2 separate regions of the Sus scrofa genome follow, and region 2 is linked to region 1. The links are chromatin contacts, called in public HiChIP or PLAC-seq maps. All regions are on one chromosome and are shown on one strand. Each heading gives the region's core, a stretch centred on a gene start, on an enhancer-like site or on the middle of the called end of the contact. The rest is flanking DNA. Distances are from core to core; before and after follow the strand shown. Region 1 overlaps USP3 (ubiquitin carboxyl-terminal hydrolase 3). Region 2 has its middle 30 kb from the start of USP3.

What was found. HiChIP or PLAC-seq counts read pairs in DNA pulled down with a chosen protein or histone mark.
Region 2: a contact with region 1 is called in an H3K27ac HiChIP or PLAC-seq map of alveolar macrophages. The contact joins two enhancer-like sites. A contact is called at or near these places in 6 of 47 Hi-C or Micro-C datasets (alveolar macrophages, blood, embryonic fibroblasts and 2 more) and 1 of 2 datasets of contacts at active chromatin or transcription factors (alveolar macrophages).

Annotation. Positions count from the first base shown.
Region 1 is chr1:108,479,189-108,482,717 of Sscrofa11.1, forward strand. It overlaps USP3 (ubiquitin carboxyl-terminal hydrolase 3), which reads right to left. Exons shown (of 16, transcript XM_021094102.1): 4 at 3,428-3,529. The coding sequence starts at 3,456. Among named protein-coding and RNA genes, the nearest start is that of USP3, 35 kb to the right of the region's middle. Within about 2 kb of position 1,508, at least 3 of the 83 cell types and tissues checked have an H3K27ac peak or open chromatin away from gene starts, as enhancers often do. A contact at or near this core is called in alveolar macrophages, where this site is marked.
Region 2 is chr1:108,544,093-108,547,993 of Sscrofa11.1, forward strand. No RefSeq gene overlaps it. Among named protein-coding and RNA genes, the nearest start is that of USP3, 30 kb to the left of the region's middle. Within about 2 kb of position 2,224, at least 14 of the 83 cell types and tissues checked have an H3K27ac peak or open chromatin away from gene starts, as enhancers often do. A contact at or near this core is called in alveolar macrophages, where this site is marked.

The sequences.
Region 1 (3,529 bases), core at 258-2,757:
ATTACCGAACATACAACTGATGTGAACACTTGCCCTTGTGCGAAAATCTTGAGATTTTCACTTTTATTAAAATCTTCATTTGTCTCCTAAAGGAGTGGGTTTGTTTCAAAACAAAATTATTCCTTTTGATGTTGCTTTCCCTCTTTTGAAATCACGACCCAGTTTTACATTGTTCTGCTTGGTTAATCTCTGCTTCCTCTAGACACCTAGTTTATATCAGAAGTAAAGGGAGCTGCTCTGCAAGGGTGTTCCTCTCGGGAAATAAATGGAATAGCTCACATACGCTGTAATTTGAATCTTCTTCAAGAAAAACGTTCTGCAGCTCTTCAGTCCTCCAAGAGGATCAGGAGAGCACAGCAATGTAGATTTGGTATAACCTTCCCCGTTTTGGAAGATAGTTAACAAAATTCAATCTTTCAAACATCTACTGCCTGCTCTGCATGATGCAAAGATTTGACATATGTTTCCTGCAGTCCCCAAGGACATTTACAAATAACTAATGTGCAGCAGGAAATTACAAGTATCCTAAGAACTATGAGTTTAGGAGAGATTATATTCAGCTACAATTGGAGCTGAGAAGGGAGTGCAGACAGCTTCATAAAGGATACGCAAAGATCAGACAGGGCAGGGACTCTTGGAAAAGGGAAAATAAGGATAGAAAAACCCTAAGCCTCAGAACAAGCTTCAACTTCTTCAGAGCACAGAGCACATGGAAAAGGAACTTTAACATTAGCTACAGTCGAAATATTTTTACTATAGCATAGTAATTAATAATCAAATTAAATCTAATACACCAGTATTCTACCTCTGAAGCAAACCATTCAGTCTAACCACAAGAAATTTCTGTACAAGGAAAATTTACAAGGTGAAGCGAAACTACTAAGGTGCACTGGGAAAAAACACATGCCCGCACGCACCATACAGAAGAAAACCTTTTTTGTTTGTCTCTTAATTATAGTGAAGTGTAGGCAAAATGTTAATTTAAACTACAGCTTCATCAGTTTACTACTATTGCAGATTCCCTTTAGGCTGTCAGTATAATGCTACAGGGTAATTCTCTGGCATTTTCTTCTAAAGCCACAAATGAGATGGTTATGTGACCAGCTGCAGCTCCCTTCCTGCATTTCAGAAGCTCTGGGTGTCCACACAGACAGCTCTGTATAACTTCACACAAAAGACTGGCAATTATCCAAGAAGCCCCTGCCATGGCGTATATTCCCCAAGGTTCAAGATTTGCCATTTAATTCCAATTCACCCATGAAACAACTTGTACTTTAACACACTATACCAATATAAAACAAATTAAATTCTAATGCTAATTAATAAAGGTATTCCTCCAAAATGCAATTACAAAGTAATTAAAGTATATAATCTATATTTTTAAAGAGACCTACAAATATAATTCCATTCCATTAAGAAAATTGCAACATAATCCCTTAACTCTCCTCAAAGAGTTACTATTTCCTCATAATCTTACCAACAGCAAAAAAACCCCACTGCCACAGGATTTAGTTGTATTGCCAAACTTCCCCATTATGTATTTCACGCACATTGCTAACTGAAAATCAAGAAGCATGTTTTAAACATCTGGTACGTACACGTTGACATGACCTATAATGACTGTTATGAGACAGATACCTCAAGAATGATCTTAATTTCTGCTGTCTAAAGAGAAATACTTACAATCTTATAGAAACACGTGATTCTGTCAATTAGGTAGCTATGTCATTCTAGTATATAAGTGTCCTGAGGGAAAGGGGGAAAAACTAAAGCAAACACTTTAACAGCTTGGCTAACACAGCTTTTGTAGGAAGGAGTAATTTATAAGAGCAAATAGCAATAAACTGAACACTAAGTCTTGTATAAAAATCCTGGGGAGGAGTTCCCGTCGTGGCGCAGTGGTTAACGAATCCGACTATGAACCATGAGGTCGCGGGTTGGTCCCTGCCCTTGCTCAGTGGGTTAACGATCTGGCGTTGCCGTGAGCTGTGGTGTAGGTTGCAGACTCGGCTCGGATCCCGCGTTGCTGTGGCTCTGGCGTAGGCCGGTAGCTACAGCTCCAATTCAACCCCTAGCCTGGGAACCTCCATATGCCGCGGAAGCGGCCCAAGAGATAGCAATAACAACAACAACAAACAACAACAACAAAAAACAGACAAAAAAAAAAAAAAATCCTGGGGAGATTTTCACTTTTACTGACATCTTCATCTACCTCTAGGTTGTCTCTTCCACATCTGGACATCTTCTACACAAAGGATCACTGACATAGTAGTGATCTGGATGACTAAACCTTACAATGTTTTATTCAACAACCACAATGTAATGGTGTCAACCTGTAAAAGTGTAAACTTGGGAAGCCACTGACTTTTTCCCTTCCTTTTGATGAACACCTTTCTATAATACAATCATCAACTAAGGACGATGTAGAAAGGATTAGCACACAATTTCAGCAGAAAGCATTAATCGAAAGGGATAGCTGGATTTTAAATCCCCACCCTTGCTCAGTACTACCTTGACATTCAGGGGCTATATGCTTCCCCGCCAAAAAAGGGGGGATCTTTTCAATGTCTTGGGTTGTTTTTTTTTTTCCTCTCAATTTCAAAAACCTTCTGAATTCAGTACAATGACTAAAACAATAAAGACTTATCCCTAATTTACTGGTCAAGGAAAGCAATTTACTTCATAATAAAGTTAAAACTATAAAATAAACTTTTTGAGCATATCAAATGAATACAGATTTATTGAATATCAACTGTAACCTTATTAATACTAAATAACCTGATCTACTAAGAAAAATACTTCATTGTTATTTATGATACAAATATGAGTATTATATTACCAAGAGAGAACAGGGTCTCCAGTATCCTTTTAAAGAATGTGATATTTTTAAAAAAATTAGCCTAAAAGGCTACATACAAAATTCCTGACATTTATCTACAGAAGAGGATAGTGGAACTGTGCTGAAACAGGGTAGACTGCCAAAATAATTTTTTAAACAGAGAAGTTAACATTTTAAGATTATATAACAAAATGTTAACGGGACAGTAGGAACATGTGTTTTTATTGGGGAGGGGGACACTTGAGTTTTTATCATATTATTCTTCAATTAAAAAGAAAGCAAGAAAAGAAAAAGAACTGTAATGAACAACAACAAATAGTTATTTTTCATTTCCTGAAGCTTACTGGGATGGGAAAGAAACAGAGGCCTAGAGGTTGAAAGGGCAATGCAAAGTTAAATCTAAATGAATAAGGACAGACATTCCTGATGGCCCCAGTCCTCTGTAAATCCTAACAGGACTAAAAAGCAGAAACGGCAAGTCCCAACTGGTTCAGAGACTGGGGGGAGGGGAAAGAACGAGGAAGATGAGAAAACACTTGGCACCCACATAATAAAGGTATATCATTTTCAGAAAATATTAATACTTACCAATATGTACTGTAGCTACTGCAATCCATACACACTGTGTGCTGAGCTTTTTCTTGCTTTTCTGATTTCTTATGATTGGTTAAAGGTATTTGTGCATCTTCA
Region 2 (3,901 bases), core at 974-3,473, 66 kb after region 1:
ACCCCAGTGGGCAGCCCGATCTGTGTGGGGGTGGAGGACTTGTTGTCCCTCATTCCAAAGCTCCTCTCAATGCGAGCTCCAGCTGGGGTGACGGTTTGGCAGCCTGAAGGCTCTCCCCTCCCCACCACCCAACTAGTGTCCAGCTTCCTCCTGAGAGTCTTCCCCCATGTCCTCTTAGCTCCTGGCCCACCAGCTATCTAGGGTGAAGCTACTCTGCTGAATTTCAATCTAGAACTTGCTTTCTCGCTTGCCACTAGTGGACACATTTATTTTATTAATTTTTTTTTGCTTTTTAGGGCCGCATATAGAAGTTCCTAGGCCCATGCCAAAGCCACAGCAATGCCAGATCCAAGCCTCATCTGCAACCTACGCCACATGCTTAACCTACTGAGCAAGGCTGGGTATTGAACCCACATCCTCCTGGACACTAGGCAAGTTCATAACCTGCTGAGCCACAACAGGAATGCAAGACATACATTTAAATCTCCACCCCCTCTGGCTTCATACTTGATTTTTCATTGATTCCTGCTAACACTTTCTTTTGGTGACTTAACAAGGACAGATGACAGGCATGGTTGATGGCTCCTCCCTCACTTGTCCCTGGTCTGTCACAGTCATGATATGATAGACTCTAAGAAGATAGTTCTTGAGGAAAAAAGGATGGCGGAAAGGGGGAGAGAAAAAAATTGATCTTCATTTTTGTGCCCAAGCCAGCCCTCATCAGCAGAAAGCACACCCACCAGCCCCTGAGATGCTTGCCTGCCAGCACTTTAGAACTTCTGGCTCTTCTGAAGGGAGCTGTCACAGGGAGACAGATGTAAAAGAGCTGGGGCTTGGAGTTCCTGTTGAGGCTCAGTGGTTAACGACTAGTATCCATGAGGACATGGTTTCGATCCTTGGCCTCGCTCAGTGGGCTAAGGATCCGGTGTTGCCATGGGCTGTGGGGTAGGTGGCAGACTCGGCTTGGATGTGGCATTGCTGTGGCTGTGGTGTAGGCTGGCAGCTACAGCTCTGATTGGATCCCTAGCCTGGGAACCTCCATGTGCCTCGGGTGCGCTAAAAAGGCAAACAAACAAAAAAAAAAAAAAAAAAGAAAGAAAGAGCTGGAATTTTTCAGACCAGAATGGAAGAGCCTAGAGGCCCATCTCAAGCCTCCCTCCTGGCAGCTAAGGCTAAAATTGCCCACAACACTGAAATCACAGTTTAAGAATGGTAGTGCAATAACCCCCTCTTCCTCTTTTCTGTGTCAAGAACTCCTACCCATCCCTCCAAGCCCAGCTCAACCTTGTACTTCTGGTATCTGAGCACTGGTCAGGACTCCTTCTTCTGTGTGCCCCATGGGGTGTGCCAAGGGTCTATGAAACCTTGGGTGTGGGAGGGCAGAATGATTAGCACAGCACCCTTCCTCTCTCCCCTGAGAGGGTGTCCTTGTGAGGTTCCCTAGATATCACGTATGTATGTGGACAGGTGCTCTAAGCTACAAAGCACCATATTAAAAATAATATTTATCATTAGTTCCTTGTACCTGTTCCCAAACTGTGAGCTCTTTGCATGACAAGGATGATTTATTTAAAAAAGAAAAAGTGTAGCCTCAATACCACACAATGGTGGGCAAAGAATAAGCCATTTGATGGATGTGCCAGGCAGGAGAGCTGCCTTAACACAGGCCCACAGCCTGGCCAGGAAGGCTGGCACCTGGCTCTGAAGAGCAGCGCAGCAGTTAGCTCTCCCTAGCTGAGGCCCCTAGCTGTCTGCTGCTTTGTTCTCTGAAACTCCTGTGATCACATTCACCTGTTTCCAGGAGCTCCTGCTATCAACTCTTCTGGACTCCTGGCACCTCCCACCTGCTGACCCAGCACTTGACCATGGCCTTCCTCCTTCCTCAGCACTTCCACCACCTCCTAGCAGCTTCCCCAGCAATGATCCGTGCATGAGTGACTCAGGGTTTATCTTAGTAAGCCAGGCTTTGGGGCCTCATGTGTGGCTCAAAGCTCAATACATTCATCCCATAGTTACACACAAATTGGTATTGTGAACTGCTGGGCCAGTAGTGGTGGAAAGAGCAGGGGTAGACCTGGGGTTAGATAGTGGCTCAGCTACTAACTAGCTGTGTGATCATGACCAGCTGCTGAACTTCTTAGAATCTCAGTTTTCTCAACTGTGCAAGGGGATACACACACACACACACACCCTAACTCATAGGGTGACTGTGAAGAGTAAATACTATGACACATACTAAGCCTCTGGCCTTATGCTGATACAATGCAGAGTCTCAGTGTTTCCTCCCTTTCCTTCTTTCAGCTAAGTCTCTTCCAAGCCTGAAAGTCCATGAGCCTTTGAAACACATGTTCCCATGTTAAACTATAACTTGGAAAGGTGACCAAGCTGCTAGCAAGTTTAGCTTCCCAGAGGAACAAAGATCTCAGGTGACCGGGACAACCTCTGTGTCCCACATTCCCTGGAACTGACCTCCCACTCCTTGGGTGCTGTGGGCAATGACAGCTCACACACCACACTTGACCGAGGAAATGAGAGCAGGATCAGTCCTCAGGGAGGTGATGAGTGAGCAAAAGCCCTGAGGCCTGGGCATGACTGTGGGGCTTAGAGAGGGCAGTGGCCTGAGACTAGGTGAGTCTGCATGCATCTGGAAAGAAAGGGCTTAGCCAGGGACATGCTGCGCTCCTGCAGCCTAACACAGACTCCCATGGAGACAGAAGAAAGAAGGGAGGTGGCTCTGGCCTCAGCCTTCCTCTCCAGAAGGGCAAAATGGGGAGATTTGGGAGCTGCCAAACTGAACAGAAATATGGGGCTGGGGGAGCCAGTAGAGCCAGCTCACTGTTCTCCTTGAGGGCAGTGGTTCTGAGAGCCCAGGACCAGCGGCTGCAGAATCAGCTGGGTTTGGTATCATTTTAGATCAGCGGGCTCCACATTGGATACCTCAATACAGACCCAGCCATCTGTATTCTTTTTTTGTTGTTGTTTAGGGCATATGGAAGTTCTCAGGCTAGGGGCTGAATTGGAGCTGCAGCTGCCAGCCTATGCCAGAGCCATAGCAACGCCAGATCCGAGCCTCGTCTGCAACCTACACCACAGCTCATGGCAATGCCAGATCCTTAACCCACTTAGCAAGGCCAGGGATCAAACCCAAATCATCCTGGATACTAGTTGGATTTTTAACCTGCTGAGCCACAATGGGAACTCCTGTATTATAATAAGCCCTATGAGTGATGCTGATTCTCGCCAAAGTTTGAGGACCTTCACTTTGGGGGAGGCTTTTATTCATTTATCTGAAATTTCCTTCCCATTTTCAAGTAGTGAGAGGCGGCATGACAGTGAACCAGTCATAACCTTTAGAGACAAGAAGGTCTGAGTTCATGCCCTGGCCCTGTCCCTAAGTAGCTCTGGGGCCTTGGACAAATCCATTAGGCTCTCTGAACCCTGATTTTCTTAAGCATAAAATATCTACCTTGCAGGATTAAGTGGTTAGGTTTAGAGAGAATGTGCAGAAAGCATTTAGCAGAGTGCCTGGCACATAGTCGCTGCTCGCCACCACCAGCACCACTATCCTTACAACCACCCTGGCTGCAAAGAGGTCCCTGGGTGAGTGACAACTGGAGCTGTGTCTCAAGACAATCATCAGACCATCACAAGGGGACCGTCTTGCTCCATGAGTGTTTAACATGCTGCTCAGAATGCTCCTGGCGGCATCCGCATTAAGCTTCAAGATAAAAATTCCTTTCAAATTTGATGAGAAACAAATCCCTATCTAATTTGGATATACCAAATGAAGCCCCAGGGAGAAACACTACTCTCATTACAATATAACCCAGACATTTTCCCGCCCTACCCACTTCCCCTTTCCTCTTAGATAAGTCCCTTAAGCACACGGGAGCACCAGGCA